2 separate regions of the Mus musculus genome follow, and region 1 is linked to region 2. A link is a contact called in public Hi-C data. All regions are on one chromosome and are shown on one strand. The core of a region is the stretch at or near the end of the contact, and the rest is flanking DNA. Distances in the headings are between cores, read along the strand shown. Region 1 overlaps Tbc1d19 (TBC1 domain family, member 19). Region 2 has its middle 91 kb from the start of Gm40303.

Region 1 (4,991 bases), core at 933-3,432, 520 kb after region 2:
TTCAAATATACAGGGGTGGGGCATAAGAATGCAGGTGCTCTATCAAGTTGAATGTGTAGTTAAGAGATTTAGGGTAAGGGTTTTGGTGTTAGGGTATAGCTCCCTTTAGTGGGGTTCTGAGAGGAGGCATTGTATACAGAATTATCAGGGAAAGCTACTGACATCTGAAAGCCTGCCGATGGTGAGTGTGTTGTACCTCAGAGACTCCGGACTCAGGATCAGACAACAGAGGAAGCAGAGATGCATGCCAGCTGAGCTACATGTGGGGTGAATGAACGGACAGCAGAAGCCTGTGGACATGCAGGCCTTCCTCATAGTCTCAGCACTATTTTCAGAAGATAATGAGCAATTTCGAAATTTGGTTAGTGAGTGAGCTGAGCATTTGGAGGGAGGAGCAGAAATTAGAAGGCTTTTGTAGAACCACAGGTAAGAGCTCACCAGTGCCCAATTACAGGCCCTAGATGGAGGTAACTAAATAAACGGTTCAAAAATAGCAGAGTCAGACTCTGCAGGCTTCGTGTCTCTTTCTGCAAGCATGTAATGAGCACAATTATATTCTTGTCACAGTGCTTATCTTAGTGGGTGGATAAGTAATATCTATCCTATGCTCAACGAATTTGTGTTTTACAAAAATAAAAATAGGCCAGAGAGATAGAGAAGGAAAACGTCTTGTGTTAATTGCTGACTTGTCAAGTATTGTACTGTAGTACCCACATTGCTTTGCTATCTCACCTTCCAGTTGGCAACACTATAGGGAAAAACTAGGCAGGCCATCACCCTCACATCTGTCATAAATCCAAATACTAAAAGTTGTAAGCCAGAGCTGGAATCTAATAACCTTGTGGAAGGCCAGGTTTGGATTCTCTGTCTCCTCCACCATTCCTAGAGTACAATAAGCACACCTCCTTCCCGTCCTGCTGATGATTGCACAGAGAACGACCCTGGGACCACATCTGCATCCTGCGGTATATATATTCAGGACGGAAAAGAACCGTCAAGCTTTGTGAGCTGGCTTTAGGAAACTGGGCCTGGAAATATGGGGTGGTCACTAAGAAGAGTGACCTCAGCTTAGGGTCACTGTCCTTAGCCTGAGAAAGTGTGGAAGAATAAATAAGTTAAATAACTTACCTCCCTCCATATCTATAGGCAGTGACAGAGCCAGAATTGCATAGTGTTGTCTGGGCATACAGAGAGTCATGCCTCATCCAGTCAGGGTAGGTCCGCTAGTACAGGAGTGCTCTGTGATGAACTGTTTTGGGTGAGAAGTTCAAGGACTACTGGGAGCTGATTCTAGAGTGTTGCTGAGTACGATCAAAATACATTATATAAAATTCTAAAATAATAGGGTATTAAAAGAAAACACTTTGAAGGAGTAAGCCAGGGGCAGGGCTAGTGAGGAAGATCATTGCCTAGAGCCCTGCTCACTCAAAGGTTGAATAGGAAAGCATCCTCTTCAGGATTGAAGGTTACAGTCCTGTTTGTAGGGTGGAGAAAAGGAATGATGTTGGTGATATAGCCCAGTTGACCAGAAAGAGACTACATTCTATATCAGGTACCAGAACCAAAGGAGAACTAGAAAGCAATAATAGTCCAAAGGGTCTTTTCCTGTATGTCAGGGCATGTGCTAAGCAATCATAGAAACAGCATCCAGAAGGAGGCAGGATGCCGGGATTTCACAGTTTGAATTAAAGGTTAATAATGAGAATCTGGTAGAGAGAGCGTGGAGGTAAGTATGATAGAGTCTTGGAACTAGCTGAGATTAGGAGTGGCCAGAAGAACCACAGAACAACAAACTACAGAAGCAGAAGGTTTGGGAAACAGCTCACTCCTCCCTGCTCATCATTGCCATGGCAAGGTCAAGGTTGAGAGAAACCTTCAGTTGTCTGAAGCAAATCTAACCACCACAGGCAGAGAAACCCCCGATTTGGCTATCAGAAGTTAGGACTGTATAGGCAGAAAATATACTACATGTAAAGGTGTCTGGGAAAGTAAAGGGAAGGAGTGTAGAATGTTGATTGTGATGAGGGCATATATAGGAGTGGGAGGGTTATATATAAAATCTTTGGTTGAAAGGTTTCCATAGAAACTAAAGATACAAAACTTAGAAGGTCACTGTGCTTCTATGCTCCACAATAGAAGGACAGAGCCCGGCCATCCTCCTTACACTAGCTGTGCACAGTGAACTTTTCTCCTCACAGCCGTCGGTTGGCTGCCAGAGCATCCAGCCACTGGCTTCTTCTCCCTTTGCCTGGCCTGACTGTGCCCCTCATCCCTCTTTAGTCTGCTATTTTTCTTGATAGCATTTATTACTGTCTGAATGTAGAAACGTATTTTATGATTTTTCCATTACAAACGGCCAGTTGCAGTCCTTAGAAGAACATCCAGCATATCCTAGAGGTTCAGGAGATACTTGTGGGATAATAAACGTGAAGGAGGAAGGAGAGCTGATGGACACGATTCCAAATCAGGGATTGGCAGGCTTGTTGTACAGCCAGCCAATGGGTAAATGGTCTGTTTTCCTGGCCACTCTCTCTCTGCTCCATATTACTATTTGTTTGTGTAAATACTCCTTTAAAAGCATAACAGCTTTTCCTAGCTCACAGTGGAATTATCTTGCTGACAGCTGGAGAAGTTAAGGAAACAGGATTTAGCGAGCTGAAAGGGGAACGGAAATGTCTTCCTGCTGAGGATGCAAGTAAGAAATAGTCAGGAATAAACAACAGACAGGCCAGAGTTCATGCCAGTGACCTCAGCCTCCTAGTGTAGGGGAGGGAGGGCCTGCTGGGCATTAAAAGGGAGACCATTTTCAAAGCATAGAGGCTAAACAAAGAGCGATAACAAGAACCTTAATAAGCACCAGAAGCTGCCAAAGTAGCCCAGTGTATTATAAATGTGCCTCATGCTTTCAGGTGAGACACCGGAGAAAGAGTTCTTTAGACTTAGAGCAGGTGACACTTCAGACCCCTGCTGCCTAACTTCTGGGTGGTCTGGCACACTAGCTCACAATAATAACGGGGTTCCCATGATGATGCTCTTATTGAATTGTTTTTAACAAAGAAATACTGACATTATTTTGTGAATGCCTATATCAACTGTATACATTTACTACAAACCCATGCATTTTACTTCTGAGCCATAGTTATTATCTCATTTAACCATGTAAAGTAGGTTTATGTTCTCTGATTTGTGCATAAGGGAAGTGACGCTTGCAGAAGTTAAGAAGCTTACTGAAAGACACAAAAAGCTCCTAAGTGACAAAACTAGATTGGCCAAGCAAGTATGCTGTCACCAGTCATGGCCTTCACTGACTGCAGCAGGGCACTGGGCCATGCACTGAAGCCTAGGGACAGTTACTATCCTCACCCTTTCTCTGTCACCATTTTTATATTGCCTTGAATGAGAACATAGATAGTATGTATCCGGGAGACTAGCAAGCACATTAGATAACAATCCAAACCCATTAATTATCTCCCAACCGGAATAGTTCACAAAGAAGAAATGTAGCAGATAAGAACACAGACCCTACTCAGGTCCAAAAACAACTGTCTAAATGCACTGTCTTAGCTGTGGCTGTGTGGGGAGGAAAATACTTAGAGGTTTTAGTCATCGGCTTTCAGAGGAGAATAAAATGGGGATCTGTGCCAGACTATTTTTTCTGAGGAACAAATCAAGAGCCTCATAGAACCTCAGAGGGTTCCCACTTGTGACAGAGCTGGGGCAAAATTAACCATTTCTGCACATTTCCAGAAGGGTTGTATATGACTTTCATGGTCAAAATTGGGACTACAAAGTAGGCATCACAGGGAGCCGGAGTTTGACCCAGCATAGCACAAGCAAGCCTTGGGAACAGCCCATGTCCTTTATGGATGGGCATGCTTTAGACTGAGATCCAACTGTGAGTTCTTAGAACTCAGGCTAGGTGGCTGGTGCTGGTGCTGGTCTGCCTCCTTATTGGTTAGAAGTATGCAGCATTTCTATACGTTAAAATAAGTAAGCAATCACATCAATAAAAACATTTTGGGGTTTTTTTCTAGAGTGCATTGATAAACTAATTTAGTGTACTACAAGATATTCAGTAGTATAAATTACAAGTATTCTGTTTGGAACCAAGGCTATATAAATTCCAACTTTTCATGGAATATAACAAGATGTTTAGTGTGCTAAAGTTACACTTTAAGTCTTTCTTTGCAACTGATGTGGACTTTGTGTAAAGTTCTTGCCAATTATTGTACCATATAGATTTATACTATAGCCCTGTCAATATGTCTCCTAAATCACTCCAAGAATATAATTATTAGTAAAATTGATGTTGTGATAGTTTAGATAAAGTGATGTTTACAAAAAATGCCTTGAAAATCTCACTGATCCTTGGCCGACTGGACGCTAGTGTGGGATGCAGTTGTTTAAGAGGAACAGTTCTCAAATTTACTTCCATGGCCAGCCTTACAGCTTGATGCCCTTCTTTGTAAGCATGTATATTAGTTTCTACTGCTCTGCCATCTCAGTAGAAAATGAATTTGAATGTCTCATCAGTAGATTTCTCTTTAATCTAGTCTTTTCAAAAGAAACAACTGAGCTGAGAGACACAGATAGTGTAGCAGAAAGCAAAGCAAAATGATAGTACAACCCAAAGAGATTGGAGCAGGCGGATCCAAACCTGTGTGTGTGTGTTGGGGGAGGGCGCTATGCAGGGCAAGGGGACTGGACAGACCATTGGGTGTTGCCCTGTTGACTTTTTTAATGTATTGTAAATATTTATGAGGTGTGTGATACATTTATTCATGGGAATAAGGTTATCTTTCTGCTCCTTACAAATCCTGGTGAACCCTCCGCCTTTATAGGGCATTCCTTGCCATGATTCTGTTGAAAAGCCACAAAGGAGAAGGTCCAAAGCATAATGCAGATGCTGTTACAGTTAAACCTGAGACCTGGGCTTTTGAGGGTAATAATAAGTTGACTCCTTGCTAGTACATGAGTCACAGTTGGGAAGG
Region 2 (4,325 bases), core at 357-2,856:
CCTCTTCTGAGCAGTTAAATGCTGAGCAGGTGGTTAAACCTTGGTTGTTTGAGAACCTCCCCCGCCCCCCCCCCCCAACAAAGGGTCCTTCTCCTCTGGAAGCCACCATGCAGTGGGTTATTTGATTTCAGGATGGGCGTGAACTGAGTTCCGAGGAGAAGGAGGAGGAGAAGGAGGAGGAGGAGGAGGAGGAGGAGGAGGAGGAGGAAGAGGAGGAGGAGGAGGAGGAGAAGGAGAAGAAGAAGAAGAAGAAGAAGAAGAAGAAGAAGAAGAAGAAGAAGAAGAAGAAGAAGAAGAAGAAGAAGAAGAAGAAAAGAGCCACACCTATGTTAAAGAGTCCACTGGGCTGATGAACTGATTAAAATGTAACGATTACGAAGAGTTGGAATGCTGTCGATCCAGGCTCCTCTTTGGTTATCTTTGGTCTGCTTAATAGCCTCTTATCATTCCTATCTTTAGTAACATCCTTCCTGTGATCAGGTAAATCCTGCTGGAATACAGGAACCAGAGCTTAACCTTCACCCACCTCCAAACCAAGAATGCTACCAGACAGTGCCTGAGTCCCTAATCCTGTCCTTAGCTATAAAGTTCTCCAAACTGTCTCCACCTTGGGATGCATTATTCTGGGACAAGGGGAACCTGTGTTCCCAGTCCATGGTCACTCGTATTTGAATCATATAAGAATCAATTATCTTCTTCCCTTTGGAGTGGGAGGAACATTTCGTATAGACAGCTGACTCCATTTTCAGATTGATAGGCGCATTGTCATAGTGCCAAGGTCCTCGCAACTCTCACTTTCCTTGACCTCATCCTCAGAGAACAAGAGCGGATTGTAGTGGGTTGGGCTGTGCCAAGGAGAAGCCACGCAGGGCTTCTTCTAAGTAGAGAGACGGTAGACATTTTGAGAGAGAGCCCACACTCACAAAATGTTTATTAGGTTATATTATTATAATTGTCTTACTTTATTATGAGTTGATTTGTTAATTCTTTCTGGGCATAAACAATACTTTATTATTATTATTATTAATTTTAGTGTAAGGTGTGTGTGTGTGTGTGCCTGTGGTGTTTGTATGGTGTGTGTATGTGTGTGTATGTGTATGGTGTTTGTGTGAGGTGTGTGTGAGGTGTGTGTGTGTGTGTGTGTGTGTGTGTGTGTGTGTGTTGGGTAGGGTAATTTGGCTACAGAGGAAGATGGAATAGAGCACTGAGCTCTAGATGAGCATGAAGCAGTCCTGTGAGGGGATCTTGAACATGTGCTTAGTTGAAGGAAGAACGAGGAGTCTGTTGGTCCACCCCGTGAGCATTTCCTTAGGGCCTACTGGGCACGTTTCTTCCTCCCTGTGAGAGGCCAAAGTCCCTTAGAAGGAGACACTCCATCATTCTGAAGTGGAAAGACTGGGTCGGAGAATGTGTAGGCCGCAGAGGGAGAGGATGAGTGGTGAGGACAGGTCTCACTGGTGTGAGATGAGAAAGGCCTTCCTGAGATGGGAGAGCTAGTGGGGGCATGGCTGCTATTTCTGTGTTGCACGGGTTACAAATCTCTTCTTGGCCTGGAAGCCTTCAAGTCGGGGAGATGTCTCATGAGCCAGCCGTCCTCTCTTGGTGACTCAGCCTCCACTGGGCTCTAAAACTCTTCTGTGTATGTGCACTGGCTTTGCCGGCTGAAAAATCTACCTCTTAAATTGGTTCAAAGGTTGCCTTGTCTTACAACAGCAAGCCTGTGGTGGGCCTAGGATCTATTTTCGGGGAGAAGCCACACGCCAGTGGATTACTTCCAGGCTGACCCCTTCGGCTCCAGGTCTGTGCTGACAGCTTCCTGGGTTCCCCTGGAGCCGTTTGTGAAAGACTTCTAGATACCCATCTGCCTTTAGGGAAGAATGACTGGAGAGCCACGGGGTGGGGGTGGGGGCAAGGGAGAGGCCAACCCATCCCCTGTGCACAGGCTCTCAAATTGGTTGCAGGGAGAATTCCAAGGGAGAGCCTTGGACAATGTTCACCCCTGCCTGCATTTCTAAGGAGGATCATGTGGGGGCTGGCAAGTTGACTCATCCCTGATAGCCCATAGCAAGCCTGAAAATCTGAGTTTGATCCTCAGGACCCACAGAAATTGGAGGGAGAGAACTGACTCTTGCAAGCTGTCCTCCGACCTCCATACCCACCTAATCACAACACACGCACACACAATAGAGAAATCTGAAATTCGGGTTAATCAGAGAGCACCCCCCACAACCCCCAGGGGATGGGAGATGGGATTTTTTTCCAATTCTTCCTCCTCTTTTCACCTGTGTTCTTTGCAAACTGCAGGAGGGCAAAGCCATTGGGAGAGGACACAGAGGTCAGGGGCAGGAAGGGACAGTCACCAAGGAAGTCACAAAGTTTGCCATGTCTGTGTACCTGGAAATCTCAAAGAAAAAGAAAAGGGTAGAGCCGGGTTGCAACTGGCTTAGGAATCTGTATTTTTCTCACTTCTGGAATCTGATGAGGACTGGAAGATGAGTACTGGAAGATGAGGACTGGAAGATGAGGACTGGAAGATGAGGACTGGAAGATGAGGACTGGAAGATGAGGACTGGAAGATGAGGACTGGAAGATGAGGACCGGAAGAGAAAAACCTGTCGTGCTTTCGAAACTGGATTCCTCTTCCTCCACTTGTAGCTAAGAGCTAACTCTCAGCTTTCCTTTGTCTCTTGCTGCTCTGGTGGGCCCCAGCTCTTAGTCCTGTTTGCTCATTTCCCAAAATGTCAGCAGCCTTGTTCCTTTAAAATGGCAGGGCTTGAAGACGGGGTGTCTTCCTGCTGCACCACACAAGGCTCTAGCCTACAGCCTCACGTCCCTCTCTGCACCTTCAGGGGAAACCCCATCCATTCCTCTGTCACAGGTGACCTCCTGTCTCACCACCACCAGCCCTGCCTCATGTGTCCCCGCCTCTCCCCCACCCCCACCCCTGCCCCTGCTCTGTCACCTGCCCTTGCCTGGGGTCACAGCAGTAGCAGCTTGTGTTCGGAAGCCTTTCCAAAACCTACCAAGTTGAGTGTGGACATCTCCCTGAAATGATGTCCTGTTCCATTTGGGGTCCCTCAAGTCCTGCCTTGTATTAAGAGATAGATAAATATAATCTTCTCTCTCTGAGGGGAACACTCACTCACCTGTATGTATGTAAAGACTCTGTGGGGCCCTGGGCTAAATTAAACGGAGCACGATTATTGATGGGGAGAGATACAGTTAGAAATTAAAGAAAGCCTAAAGCATTGTCAGTTTGTACAAATGATTGGATTGCTTTGGCTTGAGTGTTCTCATTTGTTAAACAATGAACCATGATATCTGTAGGGCATTTGCATCCCTGGTATTCAGAGACTAACGAGGTTCTTACTGCGGTTTGTGTGTGTGTGATGTGTGTATGTTTGGTGGGTGTGTCTGGTGTTTGTGTGTGGTGTATGTGTCTGTGGTATGGGGTGTGTAGTATGTGTGATATTGTGTGGTGTGTACATGTGGTTGAGTTGTGTGTGTGTGTGTGTAGTGGTGTGTTATGTTTGGTGTGTACCTGTGGTGTATGTATGTGTGTGATGATGAGTATGTGGTGTTGTGTGGTGTGTACATGTGGTGTGATGTGTGTGTGAGTGTGTGATGTGTGCCTATGGTATGTGGTGTGTAATGTGTGTGTGTCTGGTATGTGATATGTGTGTGTCTGTGGTGTTTGTGTGGTATGTGTGTGTGTATGGTGTATGCTTGTGGTGTTTGTGTAAGGTGTGTGTGTGTGCCTATGGTGTTTGTATGGTGTGTGTATGTGTGTGTATGTATTTGGTGTATGCTTGTGGTGTTTGTGTAAGGTGTTTGTGTGTGCCTGTGGTATGTGTGTGTGTGTGTGTGTGTGTGTGTGTGTGTGTGTGTGTGTGTGTGTGTGTGTGTGTTGGGTAGGGTAATTTGGCTACAGAGGAAGATGGAATAGAGCACTGAGCTCTAGATGAGCATGAAGCAGTCCTGTGAGGGGATCTTGAACATGTGCTTAGTTGAAGGAAGAATGAGGAGTCTGTTGGTCCACCCCGTGAGCATTTCCTTAGGGCCTACTGGGCACGTGTCTTCCTCCCTGTGAGAGGCCAAAGTCCCTTAGAAGGAGACACTCCATCGTTCTGATGTGGAAAGACTGGGTAGGAGAATGTGCAGGCCGCAGAGGGGCCTGGAAGAGGGAGAGGATGAGTGGTGAGGACAGGTCTCACTGGTGTGAGATGAGGAAGGCCTTCCTGAGATGGGAGAGCTAGTGGGGGCATGGCTGCTATTTCTGAGTGAGTGGAGCAGCCTGGTTGTGCCAGGCCTCTGGGTGGTACAGT

Evidence for each region. Hi-C and Micro-C count contacts between places; a contact is called where the count stands out from the background.
Region 1: a Hi-C map of uterus shows a contact between it and region 2, with 4 times the contacts expected there. The contact joins two enhancer-like sites. A contact is called at or near these places in 2 of 15 datasets of contacts at CTCF or cohesin (embryonic stem cells and large pre-B cells), 16 of 484 Hi-C or Micro-C datasets (B cells, ECoMG myeloid progenitors, the G1E-ER4 cell line and 10 more) and 5 of 115 datasets of contacts at active chromatin or transcription factors (astrocytes and embryonic stem cells).

Annotation. Positions count from the first base shown.
Region 1 is chr5:53,878,274-53,883,264 of GRCm38.p6, forward strand. All of the region lies in intron 15 of Tbc1d19 (TBC1 domain family, member 19), which reads left to right. Among named protein-coding and RNA genes, the nearest start is that of Gm40305, 47 kb to the right of the region's middle. Within about 2 kb of position 2,183, at least 26 of the 459 cell types and tissues checked have an H3K27ac peak or open chromatin away from gene starts, as enhancers often do. A contact at or near this core is called in uterus, where this site is marked.
Region 2 is chr5:53,355,510-53,359,834 of GRCm38.p6, forward strand. No RefSeq gene overlaps it. Among named protein-coding and RNA genes, the nearest start is that of Gm40303, 91 kb to the left of the region's middle. Within about 2 kb of position 1,607, at least 47 of the 459 cell types and tissues checked have an H3K27ac peak or open chromatin away from gene starts, as enhancers often do. A contact at or near this core is called in uterus, where this site is marked.